Linked DNA regions of Sus scrofa: region 1 is linked to region 2. A link is a contact called in public targeted proximity ligation data. All regions are on one chromosome and are shown on one strand. The core of a region is the stretch at or near the end of the contact, and the rest is flanking DNA. Distances in the headings are between cores, read along the strand shown. Region 1 overlaps MTSS1 (metastasis suppressor protein 1). Region 2 has its middle 52 kb from the start of ZNF572.

The links.
Region 1: a targeted proximity ligation map of skeletal muscle shows a contact between it and region 2, with 18 times the contacts expected there. A contact is called at or near these places in 24 of 47 Hi-C or Micro-C datasets (adipose tissue, alveolar macrophages, blood and 14 more) and 2 of 2 datasets of targeted methods (alveolar macrophages and skeletal muscle).

The regions. Positions count from the first base shown.
Region 1 is chr4:15,058,957-15,064,497 of Sscrofa11.1, forward strand. All of the region lies in intron 3 of MTSS1 (metastasis suppressor protein 1), which reads left to right. Among named protein-coding and RNA genes, the nearest start is that of NDUFB9, 52 kb to the right of the region's middle.
Region 2 is chr4:14,771,563-14,776,899 of Sscrofa11.1, forward strand. No RefSeq gene overlaps it. Among named protein-coding and RNA genes, the nearest start is that of ZNF572, 52 kb to the left of the region's middle.

The sequences.
Region 1 (5,541 bases), core at 2,180-4,679, 290 kb after region 2:
TGTAGTCACTGGTCTACACCACAGCTCACAGCAACACCGGATCCTTAACCCACTGAGTGAGACAAGGGATCGAACCTGCATGCTCACGGGTACTAGTCAGATTCGTTTTCACTGAGCTAGGACAGGAACTCCGTAGCAGCTTAAACTTGAAATAAAAGCATCCCGAACATGGCAACCAGATTGCAGGAGGGTGCCGGCTTTACTGTCAGGCATGATGCTGGTGTGTGCAGAGCTGCGGGTGCCGTGCCAAGCGCCGGGCATCCCCCAGGGCGGCAGATGGTGTGATGCACGGCAGCCCTCCAGCCGGCCATCAAGATGAAAAGACACCTGATGTGGCAGGTTCTGGGCTCTGAGAGCCGGGGCTTGAGAGGAAGGTGAAAGAGAGACGTTCCTCCCTTGCATGCTGAGCCCCCACAGCATTGTGTAAGTGGTCCCGGATTCCGCAGGAACTTTCCATGCTTTGTTAGCAGGAGGCTGGTGACATAACTGTCTTGAGCTTTGTGACATGAAAATAAACAACAAAGAGAGATTGAGGGCTGGGGACACCTTTAGAAGCTGGTTATCCAGGGCAGCTTACCAGAACCACCAAGAGATGGACTCCGTGCAGCCAGTTGACCTTGAACCTCTCACTGCTACAGCTTCAGGTTGCCTCCAATGACCACTTGGTTGGTGCACACCTGTTGATAATGAGGAGTTCCTTCCAGGGCCCCCTCGGGATGCTCCTTCTCAGCTGAGATGTTAGGAAGAAGGGACTATCAGGGCAGAATTGCTCCCCACCCCTCTTACGTGCTCAGAGTTGGACTAATAAGAAAATTGACACAAGACAGATTTGCTGGAGAAAAAGAAACACATTTTAAATTCTTGTGCACGGAGGTCTCATAGAACTGGGACCAATGAAGTGCCCAAAGCAGGCAACTTTTAGACTTTTTAGACAATAAATTTATGAGAAATTGATGGGACAAAGAAACTTAGATTTGGGGTGCCCTATTAGGATAGAACCTAAGCAGAGTTTGGGCTTGGGGAAGTCAATTAAAGAAGTAACTAGGTTTGGGAGGAGTTCCCGTTATGGCTCAGGGGTAACAAACCCAACTAGTATCCCTGAGGATTCGGGTTCAATCTCTGGCCCCACTCAGGGGGTTAAGGATCCAGTATTGCTCTGAGCAGTGGTGTACATTGCAGACATGGCTCAGATCTGCTATGGCTGTGGCTGTAGCTGTGGCATAGGCTAGTGGCTGCAGCTCTGATTCAGCCCTTGGCCTGAGAACTTCCATGTGCTGTAGGTTCTGGCCTTAAAAAAAAAAAAAAAAAGTAACCAGGTTTGTTTGTACAGGCTTCTCAGCCTGGGGTCCCTGTCTCTGGCAATAGGGTGTCCCTCTGCCTCTGGATTCAGGGAGGGCAGCGTTCACAAGAGAGATGTATTTCCTGCTTTCAGGGAGACAGAGGAGGGCCAGTGTGTCTGCTTTGCATTGGTCGTTTCTTAAGTAAGTTTAATTCAAAATAAGCACATTTTGGGGCGGTCCACCGAGCCCCAACAGAGCCATTCTGGCTTTCCAAAGAAAGAAGCCATCTTTTGTACCGTTAATTGCCTTCCACGCACCCATTAGCCAGGAGAAGGGCGATCTTACATGTGGGAGAAGTGAGGGCTGCCATGTGGTGGCTGGTCCATCCATGTGGATGGATGCTCCGGCCAGGCCTGAGTGAGTTACTCCGGCCTCTGCCTTCTTGTGGGACTTGGCTGGTGATGGCTACATCTGATGGCTGCATCAGAACCCACTGATATAACCAGGGCTTTTTTGTTTTCTCTCTAAAATACGCCAACCCTTGCCTGCAGTAAGCTTGAAGCTAAATGGGCTTCTCTCGCTCTCTCTGTGTCTACACATTCCTTCTACCCGAGTCATAGGTTTAACCAAGGGCCGGTCGTGCGTGTTCCCAGCCCTGTGTGTGCCAGGCGTATGTCATTGTGCTATTTAATTATAACGGATATAAATCTTTCGGATATGATTGTTTCTGCAAAATAAGTGTTTAGAAAGATAAGAACAAAGCGAGTGGCTTTCACAAATATGTATGTTGCAATCAAGTAAAATAACACTTTAAAAAAGGAAAAAATAAAAAAGATAAGGAAATGTGTGAATTTGCAGAACAGGAGAACCAGGTCCAAGAGAGCAGGCTCCGAGTGTGTTAATTTGGCTCACCCAGGTCATTGGAGACTCTGGTTTCTTCTGTGTTCTGTCCACAGGCTGGGCTGCATCCTGAGGCAGGGGTTCCCACGCCCATAAAGCTGGCTGACCGCAGCCACTGGGCAGCCTGCTTCCTGTTCACACTCTGTGGGGGTCCCTTTGGTGTGTTGATCTTAAGATCCAGGAACATTTTCACCAAAGGCCTCCCCAACAACCGTCTCACCATTTTTGTCTTCTCCCCAAACCAGCCACTGCCAAAGGGGATGGAGTCAGATCATTGCCCCAGATTAGGTATCTGGGGATGAATGAATGGACTCTGGGGAGGTGACCCCCGTGCTCCATGCACTCTCCAGATTAACAATTCCTACTCCTCTTTGGTCAGCAGAATAATGGCCCCCGCCACTGCCACCCCGACATCCATGTCCTCATCCCCAGAACCCGTGACTATCTTATTGTACACGACAGAAGGGGCTTTGCAGATAGGATTCGGCTAAGGATCTTGAGAGTATCTTGGATGATTAAAGTGGGTCCCTACAGCTCAAGAGTTCCAAGGAGGGAGTTCCCGGCGTGGCTCAGGGGGTTAAGAACCCGACATAGTGTCTGTGAGGATGTAAGTTCCATCCTTGGCTTCTTTGCTCAGTGGGTTAAGGATCCAGTGTTGCTGCAGCTATGGCGTAGGTCGCAGCTGTGGCTTGGATTCAGTCCTGGGCCCTTTTCCATATGCCACAGGTAGAGCCAAAACAAGAAAAAAAATTAATAAATAAACAAAAGACAAACCCAGCCCCTTATCCTGCCTCCTGGTATAGCCCGAACTGTTACCATTTCTCTCTGCAAAGGGACATTCAGTACGGGTGCTGGATACAGGAAAAACTGAAACAAGGAGAATCTCATCCTCACTCACAAGCTGCTAAGTACGTCTCAGTCATTTGATTCCATAAATATTCTCACGGTCAACTCGGGGCTCTTCCAGCTGTCTGCCCTGGCTTGGTCACTCCAGCTGGCTTCCTCGGAAACTTTTTCAGACCTGCTGTTTTTGTTTTTTTGTTTGTTTGTTTGTTTGCTTTTTAAAGTATTAGCAGGGGTCAGGAAGAGCAGAAGACACAGTGAAGCACACCCACAGATAGAGCTATTTTTAGGGGGGCCCCCAGTGGCCGAGATCAGCAGTAATTCCAGTGGGTTGGGTGGGCCCTGAGGTCTGTGGAGGATGTCGGCTGGCTGTCTCCTGTCCTCGTGCCACTTGGATGCAGACACAGCTGTTGGGAGGTTTTCTCCTCCTGTCGCCGGAAGGCCTGTGCTGCAGCGGCCCCGTGATGGAGCGCACGCAGCATGTGCCCCAACTGCTTGTTATCACTGTTCAGCTGTTTCTGGGAAGCCCTGGGCTTTCCTGGGGATGACAGATGACCAGGGGCAACCTAGGAAAGCATCTGGGAAGCCAGCAGAAATCATGGAGCAGAGAAATGGGGTCAGGGAGCCAGGCTGAGGGGATCTCCAGCGGTAGTTCTGTTTTGGGGAACCTGAGGCGTGGCTCACCATCTAAGCAGCTCTCCATCAGGCAGCTCTCTGTAGCCACCTAGCAAGGATCGGAGCCAATTCGATCATTCGAGGCTTAGGAGCCCAAACTGGTGAGCTGGACTGTGAAGCCCTAACACCTGTAAGGGTGTGTGGCTACGTTAACAGAGTGTCTGGGCTTTTGGCTCTGCCCTGTCCCACCTCGCTTTGTCTGTAGTGTCCCACGCTGAGTGGCTACACGCATGGGCTCTGGAGGTTCAGCCTGGGCTGGATTCCCGTTCACTAGCCGCGTGACCGTAGTCACATTACCGAGGGCGCTTTTCCTGTCGGTAAAATGGGGATGATGATAACACCGACGCGCTTGGGCGTGTCGTGCAGCTCAAATGGGTTCACGTGTGTAAAGCACGCATCCCAGGGCCCAGCACATGCTCCCCTGCACACAAACCACTCACTTCCTGGGACCCAGAACATCACTCTCCAGCGCTTTAGGTGACTGCGTGTGCTCTGCCATGGTGTGGCCGTGTCCTAGGCTTTATCACCCCCCCCCCGCGCCCCCCCCCAGAACAGGATGTTGTTTCCAGCTTTTTCCGCCGTAAACAGCATTTCTGTGACTGTCCTCATAGGTGTGAGGATTTGCTCTCACCCTTGATTGTTTCCTCCAGTAAAATTTCTAGGAGTCGAATTGCTGGGTCAAAGAGAGGGCTTGTTTTTAAAGGCATTTCTTAATAGAGGCTGCAAAATTTTCCTCCCGGAAAGTACTAGCTTATAGTCCTCCCACCCGTGAATAGTTTCCTTGCTTGCATGGCCAGGCGATTAACTTTTAATCAAATGAAGGCCCAGGACAAACGGGAGCTATTTCCCTGGGGATAAAGTGTTCCTGGTCCTTGCTTATAAGCAATAAACGCTTCACAACCTGAAGTGAGCCCAGAAGGCACGTTGCTGGTGTGAAAACAGCGCCCTCTACTGGTTTTCCCGGTGGAGCAGCGTGAGCTGCAGTAAAGAGATGGCCAGGTTCAGGTGGTCGCTACCTCCTGGCAGGTGCCAGGAGCCATGGGGCAACATTTTACCCTTCTGGCCATTTAGAAAGTCAGCTTCAGGTGGCTTTTGATTCTTGCTCAGGTTCTTCACAGCAGGCTTCATTGGAGGGCGTTTTGCTCCCCAGGGACCCCCGGGTACTGTGTGGAGACATGGATGTCACAGGCTCTCGGGAGGCTGAGGCCAGGGGTGCTGCCTATAACATGCAGGGCAGCCCCCAACAGAGAGCCATCCGCCTCTATGTGTCAGTAGTGTTTAGATTGAGAAACCCTGTTTAGAGGAATGGAAGGTTTGCTTCAGAAGGCTTCTTTTCAGACTAAAAGAAACGATAGACATATTCAGCATCTATTACTATTATTACTGATTTTTTTTGGTTCTGGAAACCTGATCGTTTTGCAGAATAAAATGGAAAATTGGTGGCACTAAAACAGCACATTGGCATTTCTAGAAGAGAAGGCACAATGGAAAATACAACCCATAATAATGTCACGTGTATGAATAAGGGAGGGAATTTTTTCCTATTAACTTGACTTGGTTAAACCCGCCATAAATTCCTACGGCTTCCCCCTTGAAGGCCTTCTCGGTTAAAAATAGTGCTTTTTTTTTGACACTTGTCCCTCTGGTCTCACGAGCCCTGGTGATTTCATAACGTTTATAATTGCGCTTTCCAGTGGTCAGTGCAGAATTGCCATCTGTAGTTATGCTTTGCGTCCCCCTCCCCCACACCCAAGTTAATGCTGATTTAAGTGTTGCTTCTAACAGGGGGAAGGAAGGGGACTTCAAAAATAATCTTAGAAAAGGGTGTGCCTGAAGGGAAAAG
Region 2 (5,337 bases), core at 1,654-4,153:
TAAGGTACTTTACTTCAAAGAGCAGCTGAGCTTGCTAAAAGGGGACCCAGGGTTCCAATAACGGCCCACCCCCTTTCTGTCTCCCTCTCTGTTCTCCCTCCACCTGGAAAGACCATGGGCCTTGAAGCAAGGAGACCTTGGTCTTAATTTCAGTTCTGCTTTTAACCAGCAAGGGGACCCTCAGAAAGTCTCTTGAGTCTCTGGTCTCCATAAAGTAAGAAACGTTAGTGCCTGGAAGGATCCTAAGATTTTTTTTTTTTTTAGGAATCAACAAAGTAGTGGAGACAAATCTGGAACGTGCTTACAAATGTAAGTGATAATCACGGTCCAAGAAAGTCTTGTCATATACAGTTATAGGCCATTCATTTAACATTTACCAAAAATGTGGCCTAATGCAGGCATTGAATGAAAAAGGCATGATGCACAGTTCTGGCCTGTGTCCCGCATCCTCAGTCTGACAAGGAAGATGAGTGTAAACAAGAGTGAGGCAGCATGAGGAGGCAGATCCTTGAGCGCTTACCCCGTCCTTCCTCCAGCATCTGCTCATGCTTCTTGCTGCCTTGTGAGCCCTCTTTCCTTCAGACGACTGAAAGGTGCTGCATCTGTGCCTCAGCCCCGGGACGAGAGAGAAGAGCTAGAGAAAAAGGTTCTGAGTGTTTTGTCAAAAGCTTGTCCTCAAGGAGTCTAGAAGTTTAGAAATCCCAAGTGAGACAGGAGAAAGCTTTCCGTCCTCTTCCAAGCCTAGAAATGAGTCTTGGGGTTGGGGGTAGGGCCCACGGAGCCCAAGATGAAGACCCTCAACCAACAGGAACCATGGAGAGGAGACAGGGCCCTAGAGCCAGCTGATCTCCTTTCTAGCAAACAGCGTCCAACCTCAGAACCAGGGGTTCCTAGAAACTTGATGGTCTGTGCCGGGTACCAACACTCTGTCCTTCTCCTTGGCCTCTGACCTCCTCATCAGCAACCAGGATACTGTCCTCTGTTAACCAGCAAAAATGGCGCCCATATGCCCCCCCCCCAGCACTTTGCTCAATCGCATTCTGATGAATCCTGTAGAGATGACCTTATTTTAATGGCAAGAGACTCTGAGTAGTTAAGGGGGAGAGGGACAAACCTCAGAGATGGCTGATACCTAATGGAACCAGCCTGAGCTCTCCCACAGTTACCCGTGGGATCAAAGCCCAAACAGAAATGGGCAGGGAGCAGCGAGAGTACAGAGGAAGTGATTCATTCTTCCAGGCCTTCCTGGGCAGGAAGCTAGTGGGAGGAAGAGGGTCAGGGAGGGCTTCACAGAAGAGGTGACATTTGAACTAGGTGTGGGTGCTGGGCTCCTGAAAATCAGCCACCAGCCGCTTCATGGACCTCAGCCTGTCCAGTCCAGGAAGAAGAGGCCATTTCCTGGGAAAGAGGAGCCCGTGGAGAAGGCACTACTAGGAACCAGAAGTCAGAAGGAGACCCAGCAGACACCAATTCTTCTTTTAAAAATGTGTGGTTTCCAGAGCATAGATATTGCCCTATTTCCATAGCTCTCCACTGACAAATAGTGACTGCCACTCCCTGAGTTAGGCTAAGCTGGGTAAGGGGCTGCACAGCAGCAGAAGGGCCTCAAGTGATTTATTGGATGCTACATGTACGTCAGACAGGCAGGCATGGAGCTCCAGCCCTTAAAGGGAAAGGGCGTCACTGCCCCTTCCCCTTCCGTCCCCTCCACTGGCAGGAATGAGGATATTGCTCTGAGCTATTTCGGGCCATACACATGAGGTGACACCCTAAGGATGGAAAAACAGGTGACTCTGTTAAGCAAAGCCACGAACCCAACTCCAGTTTTACCTGAGACAAAAATAAACTTCTGTTATGCCACTTGGAAGTTCTCAAATGTAACATGTGTATTTATGTCCCAATATAGTAGAGCCTAATAAAAATAGGGGGAAAAAATTGAACAAATGCTCACTCGAGTATGGAATTTGTATAGATACAAATGATAATAAATGCAGTGAAAAAAACACACATAGAATATTTCCTAAGAGGATATAATTGGAGGGGGCTAATTTATAAATGTCACCCAAGGAAAGCACTTGTCATACTTCAGGCAACTATAACACAATCCACAGACTAGATAGCTTAACGAACAATGATTTCTCACAGTTCTGGAGGCTGGGAAGCCCACGATCAGGGTGCCTTCAGACTTGCTGCCTGGTGGGGACCTTCTTCCTGGCTTGCAGGCAGCTGCCTTCCTGTGTCCTCACACGACAGAGGGAAAGAAGGCTCTGGTCTCTTCCTCTTCTTATAAGGGCACTAATACCATCCTGAGGGCCCCACCCTCATGACCTCATCTAAACCTAATCACCTCTCAAAGGCCTCACCTCCAAATAACACCACACTGTGGGTTAGGACTTCAAGATATGAATTTTGGCAGCAGTGGAGGTGAGGGGAATCACAAACATTCATTCATAGCAGCTTTTCTGAAAAAAGGGATTTTGCTAAGAATGATCGCACGGGTAGGGTTTGGTCAGGGAGAAACAGAAGAGCAAGAAAAGAATGTCTGTGAAGACTCTGAGCCACAGAGAATTTGGGCACTGCTGGGATCCCAGGAAGTATAAGCATGAGCCCCTCTATGCCGAATCTTCAGTCCTCTCTCCATCTCAGGCCTACTGATGGGTGACGTGGCCTGGGCCCCTCAGAACCTGGACCAGAGGCAGCACAGCTAATTCTAATCCAGATACCTCTTGGAGGGATGGCTGAGGTGCCTCTAGAGAGATCTGGAGGACAAACACAAACCCTCTTCCTGGAGGGTGCCCCCAGGAGTCAAGCTGAGAAGCTGAATCTCAGGGCCTGAGAGGGAGAGGAAGCTGGGAAGGTTACACTGGGAAAGACCCAAAAGTGGGTCAGGAGGCGAGGAGAGACAGGTGTGCAAGCTGAGACTCCGAGGCTAAACTTAGATGTGACCTGACTGGACACCGGGGCTGCTCTGTACTGGGGGCTTGATGTGTAAGCATGGCTTGTGGTTTCACTGCCATTCCTCCCATCCAAGTACTAACCAGACCCAACCCTGCTTAGCTTCTGAGATCAGACAAGATCGGGTGTGTTCAGGGTGGTATGGCCATAGACTTCACTGCCATTTCTAAGTGTGTGCCAGACGTAGTAGCAAATGCTCTCAGTGCAGAATCTCACCTCATCCTTACACACAGAGTTTATAAGGTGGGCATTGTCTTCATTTTACAAATGAAGCAATTGGAACTCAGAGAAGATAACTGTCTAAAGCCACCAAGTGGGTAGTGCTGGCCTGGGTTGGCAGTGGATCAAAGGCGTGTCTCATCTGCCACCCACCCAAGGCCTTGCCAGGAACATCTAAGCTGTCCAGAAGAGCACATGGGCAGAGTACTGCAAACTCTGGGTCTCGTAATCAAAGACAGGCTGCGGCTGTGTTGACTTTGCTGGCCCAGGACCTAAACAAGCCAACAGCTGAATCTGAAGCCTGTAGGCAGAGGGAGAACTGCGTTTGTCATCATATCTCCCACCTGTTCTCTCATTTTATTTGCTGCATGGCCCCCAAAGTATTTGAATGTTAACGTGGCCACCATTCTAGAAAAATCTTTCTTTAGCATCAGAAGCCAGTTGAGGAAGCTTTCTTGAGCCCCTCTCCAGCCACTCTGGGATGTTGTCAGAGACCAGGAGCCTGAGTACTGACAGATGGCTTAGATAGCTAACATCCAACATGCACCATCCTTTCTCCTATTCAGGAAGGTAACGGGTAGGCAAGGACCCTGCCTTGTGAAATAGCCTTGACATGCAAGCAGGAAAGAAGTTCTTCAGGAGCAGAAGGCAGTTGTGTTTTCCCAAGCTGGAAATCAGCAGGTGGGTGGCCACTAGTTCACGGAAGGTTCCAGGGAGTGGGCTGAAAACGTCTCTGTATCTTCTCCCTGAACCTTGCCACACTGCTAACTCGCTGAGGCACTTGGGATTCCCACTGGAGAGCCCACCCACTGGAGAGCCCACCGGTCTGGTCTGGAGTTTAACCAGACACCACCATTAGGTCCACAATGCAGAGGCCTCTGCAAAGTGTTGGCCTCTGAATCCACAGTGTCTGAAGGCACCATTTGCAGACCCCGCCTTGTCATCTAGGGTAGCAACCACCTAGCTTACCTAATAATTAAAGGACTTTGAGTGCGTTTGGTTGCAAGATGCCATGGGCAAGGGAAGTCATTTTCCTGAAGTCAAAATACCTGTGTTCACTACCTTTTTTTTTTCTGAAGTCAAAATAGCTGAGTGTTAACTTTTTTTTTTTTTTAAGATGAAAGCAACTACCTTAACAATAAAACAAAATAAACTGATGCTGCCCATGGTATATCTACTGGAAAGCTTTAGTTGAGATGTCCCATAAATATCCTGAAAATTAAAGTTTAGCAAAAAAAGATGGGATGGGGGTGGGGGTCACTGAGAAGAAAGACAATATCCGCCTCTGTTGATTCGAGTGTTCAATGAGGGGAGCACTCATCCTTAACCCGAGCCTCACCCCTTGAAAAATAATCTATGCTCCAATGAAATAGGAAGGGGTGGGGCTCCTGGGTTTTTGAAATTTCTTCTCATTCTAACAATAACAGCAAAGTGAAGCATGATTTGCCCTGGGTCACAGTCTAATTGCCTCTGAGTAAGCGGGTCCTGAACATGCTATTTTTCAAAATCTCAAACCTGCTTCCCTGTTTCTCTTTTGAATTTCCTCTTCTATAACGTGTATTTATATCCTGCCTGTTATAAGCCGGCGAGAACAATCACTAGCAGTATCTGTTTCCGCTCAGATCCTGATGTAATTCACTTACCTTCTTCCCACGATTTTTCTTTTTCCCCTTGCTGTCAAACTAAACTGTCTAATGATGATGAAGGGAGGAGGGAGGTGGCACCTTTGGACTTTATTTAAACAAACAAACAAAAACAAAACTATTTGATTCTGAGTACGTGGAAGGAGTTAGTAAATTCTTTTGCTCATCCCATCAAGAATTTACTTAGAGGCTGCTCTGCATTGGTGTGCCAGGCAGTAGGAATGAAATGGAAGACAAGATATAGTCTCTTCCCTTCAAGAAATTCAGAGTCTAGTGGAACATGCAGACAGAACGAATACCCGAGGTATTTATAAGAAAGGGTGGTGTGAAGATTGATTGTTACTGCTGGTTTTAGCTAAAGAAAGAGCAGGGGTGGGGGATGATTTCTGTTGATTGGATTGATGTTGTCAAGGCATTCTCATGACAACAATAACCACTAAGGACCAGCCAAAGGCAAAGCAAGCCTTTGATGGGCAGTCACGATCTGCCCAAAGACCAATGCCTTTGGTTTTAACTCTGG